2 separate regions of the Hordeum vulgare genome follow, and region 2 is linked to region 1. A link is a contact called in public Hi-C data. All regions are on one chromosome and are shown on one strand. Each heading gives the region's core, a stretch centred on a gene start, on an enhancer-like site or on the middle of the called end of the contact. The rest is flanking DNA. Distances are from core to core; before and after follow the strand shown.

Region 1 (5,230 bases), core at 886-3,385:
CGGCAAGTATCTTTACTCATTCCGTAATACAAGACCCCGTAACTAACTCCTTAGTCACATTACTTGCAAGGCTTGTTGTGATGTTGTATTACCGAGTGGCCCCCGAGATACCTCTCCGTCACACGGAGTGACAAATCCCAGTCTTGATCCATGCCAACCCAACAGACACCTTTGGAGATACCTGTAGAGCACCTTTATAGTCACCCAGTAACGTTGCGACGTTTGATACACACAAGGTATTCCTCCGGTGTCTGGGAGTTGCATGATCTCATGGTCATAGGAACAGATACATTAACATGCAGAAAAATAGTAGCAATAAACTGACACGATCATATGCTACGTTTATAGTTTGGGTCTTGTCCGTCACATTATTCTTCTAATGATGTGATCCCGTTACCAAGTGACAACACTTGCCTATGGCCAGGAAACCTTGACCATCTTTGATCAACGAGCTAGTCAACTAGAGGCTCACTAGGGACAGTGTGTTGTCTATGTATACACACATGTATTTGAGTTTCCAATCAATACAATTCTAGCATGGATAATAAACGATTATCATAAACAAGGAAATATAATAATAAACAATTTATTATTGCCTATAGGGCATATTTCCAACACGTATGCCAACATTCACGCTCGAGAAATTCTCAAAAGATTTTTTTTCACTTACCACATCTCATAGTGTATTGTTTTCTCCTGTTGTAATGCACGTGCATGTTTCCTAGTTGTACCAATCCTCATAAACGACGTAATGATTATTTTCAATGAATAAAGCTCAACCTTTTCTTTTTCATAAAAAGCGAGATTGCTCGTATGTGTAATTAAACGTGCTAACAGTTTGGACTGAAAGTATAGTTTCGGTTAGTTTTCCTATTGGAATGCTTTTGGATTGGATGAAATAGGCTAATCCCCTTAATCAATTTAGGTTGGTGTGGTGTTTACCTATTATTGGTCTGGACAGAGACTGACTGGTCTCAAATGGTTTCAATCCATGGATGACAGAAGAGCATGTCCACGAGGTTATCAATGAACCCATCCATGAAGGAGTTGCAGTCGAGTGTGAGCATCTGTCCTACCCAATCATCCACTAGAGACCCACAACCTCTTCCTATAGTTGCTCCTGCACGCTGCCACGAGTGCCATACTGTGACCAGAGTATGAAGAGACGTGTGGGGCTCGAGCACGATCTTTTCCCACCTCGGCTACTTCTTCTGCTATTGTGGAGGCACCGCCTCATGGACACCTAGCTTGCATCGGCTACTTTGACTTCTTTTGGTGCTGCTGCCCTGGTGGTCGGGACAGGGACAACCGCCTAGTTCGTCCATAGTCTGTGTGCACGTTTTCATAGTTTGAAACCACACGCTCAAATCATTTATAATGAATATATCGGACTAGTTTGGCTCGAAAACACAAACAACTTGGTTTGGTCTGGATTATAGCACTTATAGTTTGGATTGGTTTGATTTGATAGGTGGACTGGATTTGGTTTGGATTACAAACTATTCCCGGGCTTAATGTAACACTCTCCTCTTTTGTTGGAAGTCAGATATTGCTCTACAAAGTAAACCCCCCTCCTCCGAACTTGCTGAACAAGAATACATGATCATCCGCGAGCGAAAAGACAGACAAGCCGCGTCGGTGGCACGCGGGAGGAAACCCTGCGAAGGCCCGAGACTTGCTGACAAAGACACAAACATATTCTGTTCCCCACGAGGCAGAGGAAAGAAAAGATAACGCACCCGTCCACCCGTCCACAGTCCCACACGGGCACGCGGGGGCCAGCGGTCAGGCCAGCTGCGTTCTATCACGTGGTCAACTGACCTCGCCCACGCGATTCGGTGCGGTGCAGGAGCCAACAGCAGCCCCTCCTGCGCCCGGTCGTTACCCACCCGGACGCAACCGAGCCGAGGAGATCCACCCCCGACCGTGCGTTCCTCCCTGGCGCCCCGCACCAGGCACCACCCAGTCACGATCCCAGCCCTCCCTTTCTTCCCTTCCAAGAATAGAGGAGCCCCGACGCACCCGACCTCCTACCCCCCGCCGCCGCTGACGCCATGGGCCCGCGCGATCCGACGGAGCCGGCAGCCTCCCTGTTCTCTTTCGTGTTCTCCAGGCAGCAGTAGAAGAAAGGGGGCGAAATAAATACCGAAAATCAGCGGCGCTCTTTCTCTCCTCTCCCCTCCCCTTTTCCCTGTCCCTCTCGAGCCCGTGTATTTTAGCATATTTTCCCCTGGGGTTGCCGCCTGGCTGGTCCGTCTCGCGCCGCTTATTTCCCCCCTCCCCTCGTAACTTTCGAAAGGCGAGCGGCGGCGGCGGCGGCGGCGGACGAGGACGACGACGAGGAGCTGCCGCGGGCGCGGGCTAGGGTTTCCTCCGACCAAGCGAGAGGCGCCGCGCGCTTCCCCACCTCCCTCCCCGGCCGGTCGCAGGTGACTATCTCCCGACGAATCTTCTACGCCGCCCGGGTTTGGTTTGGGGATTCGTTGTCTTTCGAGCGGTTGCGGCGCTGCTTCCCGGCCTTGGAAGCGTGGGTGAATCTGGGGTTCTGCTAGGCGGGTTGCGTGGTAGATTTCGTCGGGTTAGGGGTCAAATTTCCGCGGCGGGATTGTTCGATTCGAGGCATGTTTGTCTCGGCGAATTTTTTTATAAATTTGGGCGAGGAGTATTGTGGATTTCTCCTTTATTCCCGTTTCTGGGTGATGATTTGAGCGGCTCGTCTCGTTGGTTTCTTATTAGGCTGCGTATTTTTTCCGAAGGTTAGGGGGTAGGATGTCTACGTGTTTCGTTGCAGATGTTTCCGATTATTTTGGATCGGAATCTCCTAATATTGGCGCCCTATCTCTTGATTCTCTTCTCCCCAAGACGGAAGGGAAGAGGGTTTGATCCATTCTAACCTGCTCTGGTTTTGTCTATTGTGATTCAGGACCTCGTTGACGCGAGCAAGGCAGAATCTACGGTGACCACACCTTCTGATTCCGGCAGCCACGTCCCCATGCCGACCATCACGCACTACGTCTTGGACCCCTTCCTGGAGACCGGCTCCCTTCCCAACCTCCGGAAGCTTGTTCCCAAGCCGCCTCCAGCGGCGCCGCTACCCCCTGAGAAGTCCTCCGAGAAGCCCGTACCTGTGCCGGTGGCTCCTGCCAGGACCAACACCTTGCCAGCGCTCTACTCCACACCTGAGAGCACGCCACTGCCAGACTCGCCGTCGTCGTTCCCTGGAACCTGGTCGCCGTATCTCATCAACCATAAACGTCGGGGGCCTGGCCTGATCAAGACTCCTTCTCAGGGCGATGTCGGAAGTGAGGGTAGCCTGCCGAAGTTTCCCGAGGGGCTACCTGCATTGCCGAAAAGGGCTGAAGCCTTTCAAGTGCAGGAGTCTGAGTTTAGGCTCTCACAAGAGAGTAATGGTGTGGTTGGAGGTAACAATGGTGTTGAGGAGACCTTTGGTGGGCAGAATGAAGGGGTACAGAAAGGCAAGGTGACCCTTTTCGGCCAAGATGAGCAGGATCAGCCCGAGTTCGAGTTTCGGCATGAAAGTCCAGATGCGTTGGTGAGGCCTGTCAATGTTGGAAGGTTTGTCAACAATGGAATGCCAAGAAATGGCGAAAATGATGCCTTCTTTGAGCCTCAGGATTCACAGAGTGTGACTAGTAACTCCGAGGCTGAGGATGCTGGTGGGCAGGGGTGGTGGAAGCCCAGTTCTCCTTATGGGACGTCTGCTGGCACACCTGGTGCAGAATTTTATGATGCATTCGAAGGTACCACTCAGTTCATGCTAACACTATGCTTTGCTCATTTGTTTTTAGCAGAATAGACTCTTGTTTAGATATGTTAGATTGAAGATAGCAATTAGTTTGTGTATATGCTTTGCATCTTTCTTTGAACTGATCTCTCTTGTCGGTTGTTCCTGTTTGCCCGCAGCAATGATTCTTCAGTGAAAACTGGCATCTAAACGCTTATTTAGATATCGTTCGTTGAAGATAGCAATTAGTTTGTGTATATGCTTTGCATCTTTCTTTGAACTGATCTCTCTTGTCGGTTGTTCCTGTTTGCCCGCAGCAATGATTCTTCAGTGAAAACTGGCATCTAAACGCTTATTTAGATATCGTTCGTTGAAGATAGCAATTAGTTTGTGTATATGCTTAGCATCTTGCTTTAAACAATCTGTGGTTGATTGTTCTTGGTTGCCTGTAGCAGCAATTTATATCTGTTATTAGTTGGAAATATAGTGAAACAAATTAGCCAAAAAAAAGGAACTACATAGGATAGAATACTCTCTGTTTAGTTCTCTATATTCCAAAAGCTCGCAAGTCATGTTTCCTATGCAGCTTGCCACTGCAGTTTACTATGATATACTCCCTCCATTCCTAAATATAAGTCTTTCTAGAGATTTTGATACGGACTACATAAGGATGTATATAGACATACTTTAGAATGTAGATTCACTCATTTTGCTCCTTATGTAGTCCGTAGTAGAATCTCTAAAAAGACTTATATTTAGGAACGGACAGAGTATTATTGAACCTACTTCTCCAGTGAATCAGTCCTGGCATATATGTTATTTGCCTTTATTATGCTGATGCAAGACATGTTTCTGATAGCGTTTGCTAAGATGGGCATTCCTAGGTTTCAGGCACTGACTTGGTTCCTAACTTAATGTTATGATGTTTATGTAGCCTATATGCAGGTTTATTGTGTGTTTTCTTCCTGTGGCTGAACTATGATCGTCTCAGTGTTTCTGTATGCCTTACTGCTAGCAAGTATGGCTGAACTATGATTGTCTCAGTGTTTCTGTATGCCTTCCTATATTTGGTTGAGGCCTTACAGTCAATGTGCCATCTCTTTCATATTTTTTGGGGGTTGTGTGTAGTCTATCTTTTTATTATTGAACTGTGTGAACCAATCACTGCTAGCAAGTATGGCTATGAGTTAAAGTCATTTATTAATGAATATGGCTATGATCTAAAAGTGATATATCTAAGATTTGTTTATGCTGCATGCATATTTTGTCTAAATCACTTTGTTGTATTCTACTATTGGTGAGACTGTCTTTTTTGCCTCCTAATTTGTCGTGTATGCTTGTTGTTTAATTTATAATGCTTCATTGTACTAAGTCAGATTTGTTGAAAATGTAGAAATATCAAGCGATGGTGCAACTCGATCTTCTCGATGTATTGATGACGAGTACCGTGAAATGAGGTTAAGCATGTTGACAGAAATTGAGGGT
Region 2 (5,276 bases), core at 1,517-4,016, 130 kb before region 1:
AACAAGAAGGTATCAACAATCCAGTAGAAATGACATGTCCACAGAACAACATTTGTGTAAACCATAAAACAAGAGGTAGACTGACCATGAATCCTTGGAATACTTGTTTCCTATATTCAGCTTCCTCCTTTTGGCCCATGCTGGCCCAAACATCTGTATACACAACATCTGCTCCCTTAACTGCTTCCTTGGGATCATTTGTTATTTCAATCTTACTTCCAGCACTCCTAGCGATCTCCACAGTTTTGGCATCTGGCTCAAAGCCCTTAGGACAGGCGCATACAAAGTGGAAGGGAATCACAGCAGCCAATAGAAGCCATGAGTGCACAATGTTGTTGCCATCTCCAACATAGACAACCTACATACATAATTAGGGAAAGAGAGAAAATTGGTCCCCGCAGAACAAAACCACCATATGCTGTCATTTTAAAGGTGATCTACCTTGGTATTTTCAATACGGCCGATGTGTTCAATCATAGTGAGCGCATCAGCCATTATCTGACACGGATGATTGTAGTCTGTGAGGCCATTTATGACAGGTACAGGTGCATATTTTGCCAAGTCCAAAATATCCTGCAAAAATCATATGAGATGTTAGAAAGACAATGTGATTCTTAACTCTTAAGGTCAATTGCATGAAAGCAGAATACAAATAACTTAAGATTAAGTATCTCAATAACAAGCAAGCCAACAAAGCAGGATTGTATGCAAGTGAGTTCAGTGCCAATCCAAATATCAATTATTACTCCCTCCGTCCCATAATATAAGAGTGTTTGTTACACTAGTGTAGATGTTAAATTTATTACGACATGTAAAAAATAAATGAAGAAGCACAACAGAAAAAACTACCACGCCAATATTGTTTGATCATCAAATCCACCCATCCAAATATTTTCAGGTTGGCGGTTACACAAACTAGAATGAAAAGAACTTACATTTTCAGTTATAACTACACTCTATCGTGGTTGATGCTTCATATTAAAAGGTTTCAGCCTGCGAAATATATATTTCTTCTATTGTCCGCTCATGGCTTCAGAGTAGATATCTAACTTTGCTTAAGCACCAAAGAAATAAGAAGTTATAGTTATGTCTAGATTGCAATCGTTACACGTTGTGGAACAGGAAGATTTAATATGCAGGAATTTTATTTAGAATCTGGCATACCTCAATAGAAATTTTACAAATCATAATCATAGAACTAATGATCATACCTGATGAGCAAAAACCCTGGCCATAATGATGTCATTATATCCAGAAAGTACACGAGCAACATCACGGGTCTCCTCACGCTTGCCCATCTGGATATCATCAGGACCTAAATAGACGGCATGCCCACCAAGCAAGAAGAATCCTGTTTCAAATGAAACACGGGTCCTCATTGACGGCTTGGCAAAGACCATTGCCATCGACTTTCCTTTGAACGGTTGGAAGCTCCTGTCTCCTGATTTTATCATTGCCTTAACCTCAATTGCTCGGTTAAGAATCTTCATGATTGTATCTTTGTCAAAATCATTGATATGGAGGAAATCCTTAGGAACCTGTTTGCCTGCAAGAAAATGTAGTGTTGTCAATAAAGTTAGCAAAATTTTGTTACATCTTCAGTAATAAAAGTTTACTCTGATGCACAAAACTTTTGAAATGTACACTAAGTTTCCGTCACTCACATGCTTTCAGGAAGGAAAAAAAAAAGATAAAAGCTAATGAGCAAACCAGTGAATTTCAGAGCTAACATCTTTACCATAAGAAAAACTATTGCTCAATGGTGATCACTGGTGAGGAACGAAGTAGGTGAGCACAACATAACAGTGATGACGGGGACAAGGAAAGCACAGTCTGTGTTTTGCAGTGTCCAACCAGAAAAATCTGTACATTTCTTGTTTGATCACCATATGAATAGTGTGATCTCTCTGCGTGGATTCTCATTACAAATAATTTCTCATCCAGTGTCATATAAAAATGATCACCAGAATTTTGACACAGCTGATGATCAATCATAAGGGGGCTCTTCATTTTATATCAAAAGCTATTTAAGACTTCAAACTTTGCGCGCTGCTAGCAACTACTCCCTCCGTTGCTGAAATGGGTGTATCTTGACACGTTTCAGTGTGTGGATACACTCATTTCAGCGACAGTTGATTCCGGACAGAGGTTGTGCTAACTAGTCCCTGAGGAATCGACATTGGCAGAGGATTGGAAACTGCCCACATTGGGAGCCCTGGAAGCTACTCAAGTTTCACGGCAGGTACCATGTCACAACTGATCATTTCCTGTTTGTCAAAATCAATTTCGAACAAATACAATAACCCCACCAGGACCCTAGTTAATGTGTCCCATAATCAACAAAAGTAATTCAATGCAGGCTTAGAAACCCTAACCATCTTTCCCCGTGGAGGGGACCGCGGCAGGGCTGGACACTGCGGCGGCCGCGACCCCGCGGCGGGCCGCGGAGGCGGAGGATGCGGCGATTGGTCGCGCTGAAGGCGGATGGATGGGGAGCAACTGTGGGCGCCGGGTGGAGGTAGGGGTGGAGAGGACGAGGTGGCCGCCGGAAATCGCCGCTGCAGCCATCGCAAGGAGATGCTTCAGTGACTGTCGGCGACGGAGGGTGGAAAAAGGGGATACCGGAGGCTGGTTGCCACTGGAATCCGGCGGAGGTGGACGGCGCGGCGGCTAGGGCGGCGGCCTGAGTGCGGCGGCTCGTGGCTTCGAGAAAGGTCGGGATGGACGGGCCAGCTGGATCCGGCGAGGGGCGTATGTAGAGAATTCGTTACACTTGCCCTTTCGCATTTTTTAGAAGAATTATTACGTATTTTTAACACGATACGGACACGCGTTCATACATATGCAGTACAATTATCCCTACGCACTCACAGCTCGCCTTTGTGAGCATAGCCTTCGTAGAAGGATGTGAGAACCTCTCTGTCAAGTCTATGACTTGAAATTGATGGGCTTGGAATAGCATTGTCCTTTTAAATATCAACCACATATTGGTTTGTATTTATTATTTTGTTCTGAAAAATTAGTCCATTTTATATGTGATCTCGTATATTTTAGTGAAAACGCTTGACTTAGGATAGGATCGCACGCGAGCATCCGTCGCCTCGTTCATAGGACACTGTCCTGCATGGAGCCCACTCGACATTAGAGGTAACTAGATGACCCGGTTGCGCCAATGGCGCAAGAAGCCAATTAAAAAGAATGTTAGTATTGAGTAACTGGAAATATAATGCAATGTGGATTGTATTATACCATGTATTAACCACAAATCATGAAATCAATACCAGAGAACCAAATAATGTCACCACCTTTGTACTAACAACCAACATTTTAGCATAAGGAGTATCATAGGAGTGTTTACTTGCACATTAGTAGTATCACAATTACAACTAAAGAGGCATTGTCCTCACTGTTGTCCCTGAGTCCATCACAAGAAGAGTTCCAAGCCTCGCAACTTCTTCCTCCAGCTCTCCACATGACCCTCAGTTACGAACCTCACCCCCAGCTATGATTATTTCAAGATGAAATCAACATGCTATTTCTCTCACATGGAACATGTTCAGAATTTAGTCAGTCTCACTAATCTTTCAGCTACAAAGGCAGATAGAAAAATGGCATGATCAGTAACTAAAAAAATGGAACAATAATGCTTGTGGCAGTAAAAAAACCGAGAAAGTGAATTAAGGACAACAGAACAATTATTTGTAACAACGGCAAGCTTGGCTGTTGCAAAATGATCACTCTGAAACTATATCTTTAGAACCAAATTAAAAATAAATAAAATAATCTAATACTCCCTCCGTCCCAAAATAACTGTATCTATTTTGTACAAAAACACCATGTATCTTTAGGACCAATTTTTAGACCATGGTACCACATAAATCAAGAATTAGACATCAGACTGCAATGTATTTATGGTCAGTTACCAATCATGTCACACCAAGGATTTGCACATACAACCTGAAATAACTACAACTAGCTTGAAATCTGAAATTCACCGGATGACAGACAAAAATAATACCACCAAACCTTATTCTTATTGGACGAGCACAAAATTTATAAGAAGATAACACACACAAAATCCTATTTGGTTTGTGGATGCATGCACTTTCTGGATTGTGCACATCAAAGCATGCAAGAACATTCCTAGGAGAGCCATTGTAGCACAACGAAGTAAACAAAAAATCAAAAAAGAGAAGTGAGTTTGTATCATGTAATTTAGTAATGTATGAGGCTATCAGCCCACATCACCATTTATTTTTCAGAGACCAAAGAAAATGACAGAAGTTTCCCTATTCTTTCCTGTACCTTTCTACCAGAATGCTCTCTATTTACGAGCACCACACACACTATTTCCACTTGGCGGCAGGTTGGACACAACAATCCTCGCCGCGAGCTGCAGAAGAACCACACACGCACATACGTCAGGCCAGGAGACACGAACACGGGCGCCGTGAGGGGGGAACGGAACAGACCGGAAGGGGAGAAACAAATCGAAAGAGGGAATGTACGGAGGCATAGTCGGGCTGGGAGGCCCTGAGCGTGGCGGCGGTCTCGGCGGCGAGCTCGTCGAGCTGGCTGGTGGTGACGCCCATGTATACCCCGGCGCAGACCTTCTGAGCTTCTTGAGCCGCGCCGTGATCTTGTCGAAGTGCACCATCTCCGTCCACCCGTCCCGCTTCACGACGTACATCACCGAAAACTAACAAAAACACACTCATGTCCATCATCCAAAGAGGCAATGGTTTTGCCTATTTGTACATCAGAATCAATGATTGAATCATCAACAGATTGGTACATGCAACATGCTTAAATATCATGCAGGAGAAGAATTAACTGCCACATTTATGAATAACTGAACATCATGAATGCCATGCTGCATTTTGTAATGGTAATGATCCAAGATAGTTAAATAGATGGTCATTATTAGGAATGCTCCATAGGATCTAAAGACACGTGTGCATGTTTCTTAAGTATAACTGAACATTATGAATGCCATGCTGCATTTAGCTCTATTAGCTTGACTTGTAGTGATGGGGACACCGCAAAGTTGATCATGTCCTAATAGTCACACACAACAACCTTGTAGAAGATCATGCCCACCCTTGGTCCTTGGAGGGACGTGTGTTGTAGTGGTAACCACATCAGTGAACTTGAAAGGATATACATGTTCCTACATTACATAAATGAAACAATAAGCATTTTCGCAATAGGACTACATCACTGATACATGCTTTAATCATAAAATCAATCTGTAGTGGCATGCCTGAAGAAACAAA

Evidence for each region. Hi-C and Micro-C count contacts between places; a contact is called where the count stands out from the background.
Region 2: a contact with region 1 is called in a Hi-C map of seedling, with 7 times the contacts expected there. The contact joins the promoter of LOC123403689 here to the promoter of LOC123402342 in region 1. A contact is called at or near these places in 5 of 6 Hi-C or Micro-C datasets (leaf and seedling) and 1 of 1 datasets of contacts at active chromatin or transcription factors (embryo).

What each region holds. Positions count from the first base shown.
Region 1 is chr6H:463,215,245-463,220,474 of MorexV3_pseudomolecules_assembly, reverse strand. LOC123402342 reads left to right here and starts at 2,135. Exons shown (of 4, transcript XM_045096248.1): 1 at 2,135-2,429; 2 at 2,924-3,761; 3 at 5,139-5,230. The coding sequence starts at 2,993.
Region 2 is chr6H:463,350,260-463,355,535 of MorexV3_pseudomolecules_assembly, reverse strand. LOC123403689 (ornithine carbamoyltransferase, chloroplastic) reads right to left here and starts at 2,766. Exons shown (of 5, transcript XM_045097601.1): 1 at 2,376-2,766; 2 at 1,212-1,546; 3 at 442-573; 4 at 86-358. The coding sequence starts at 2,568.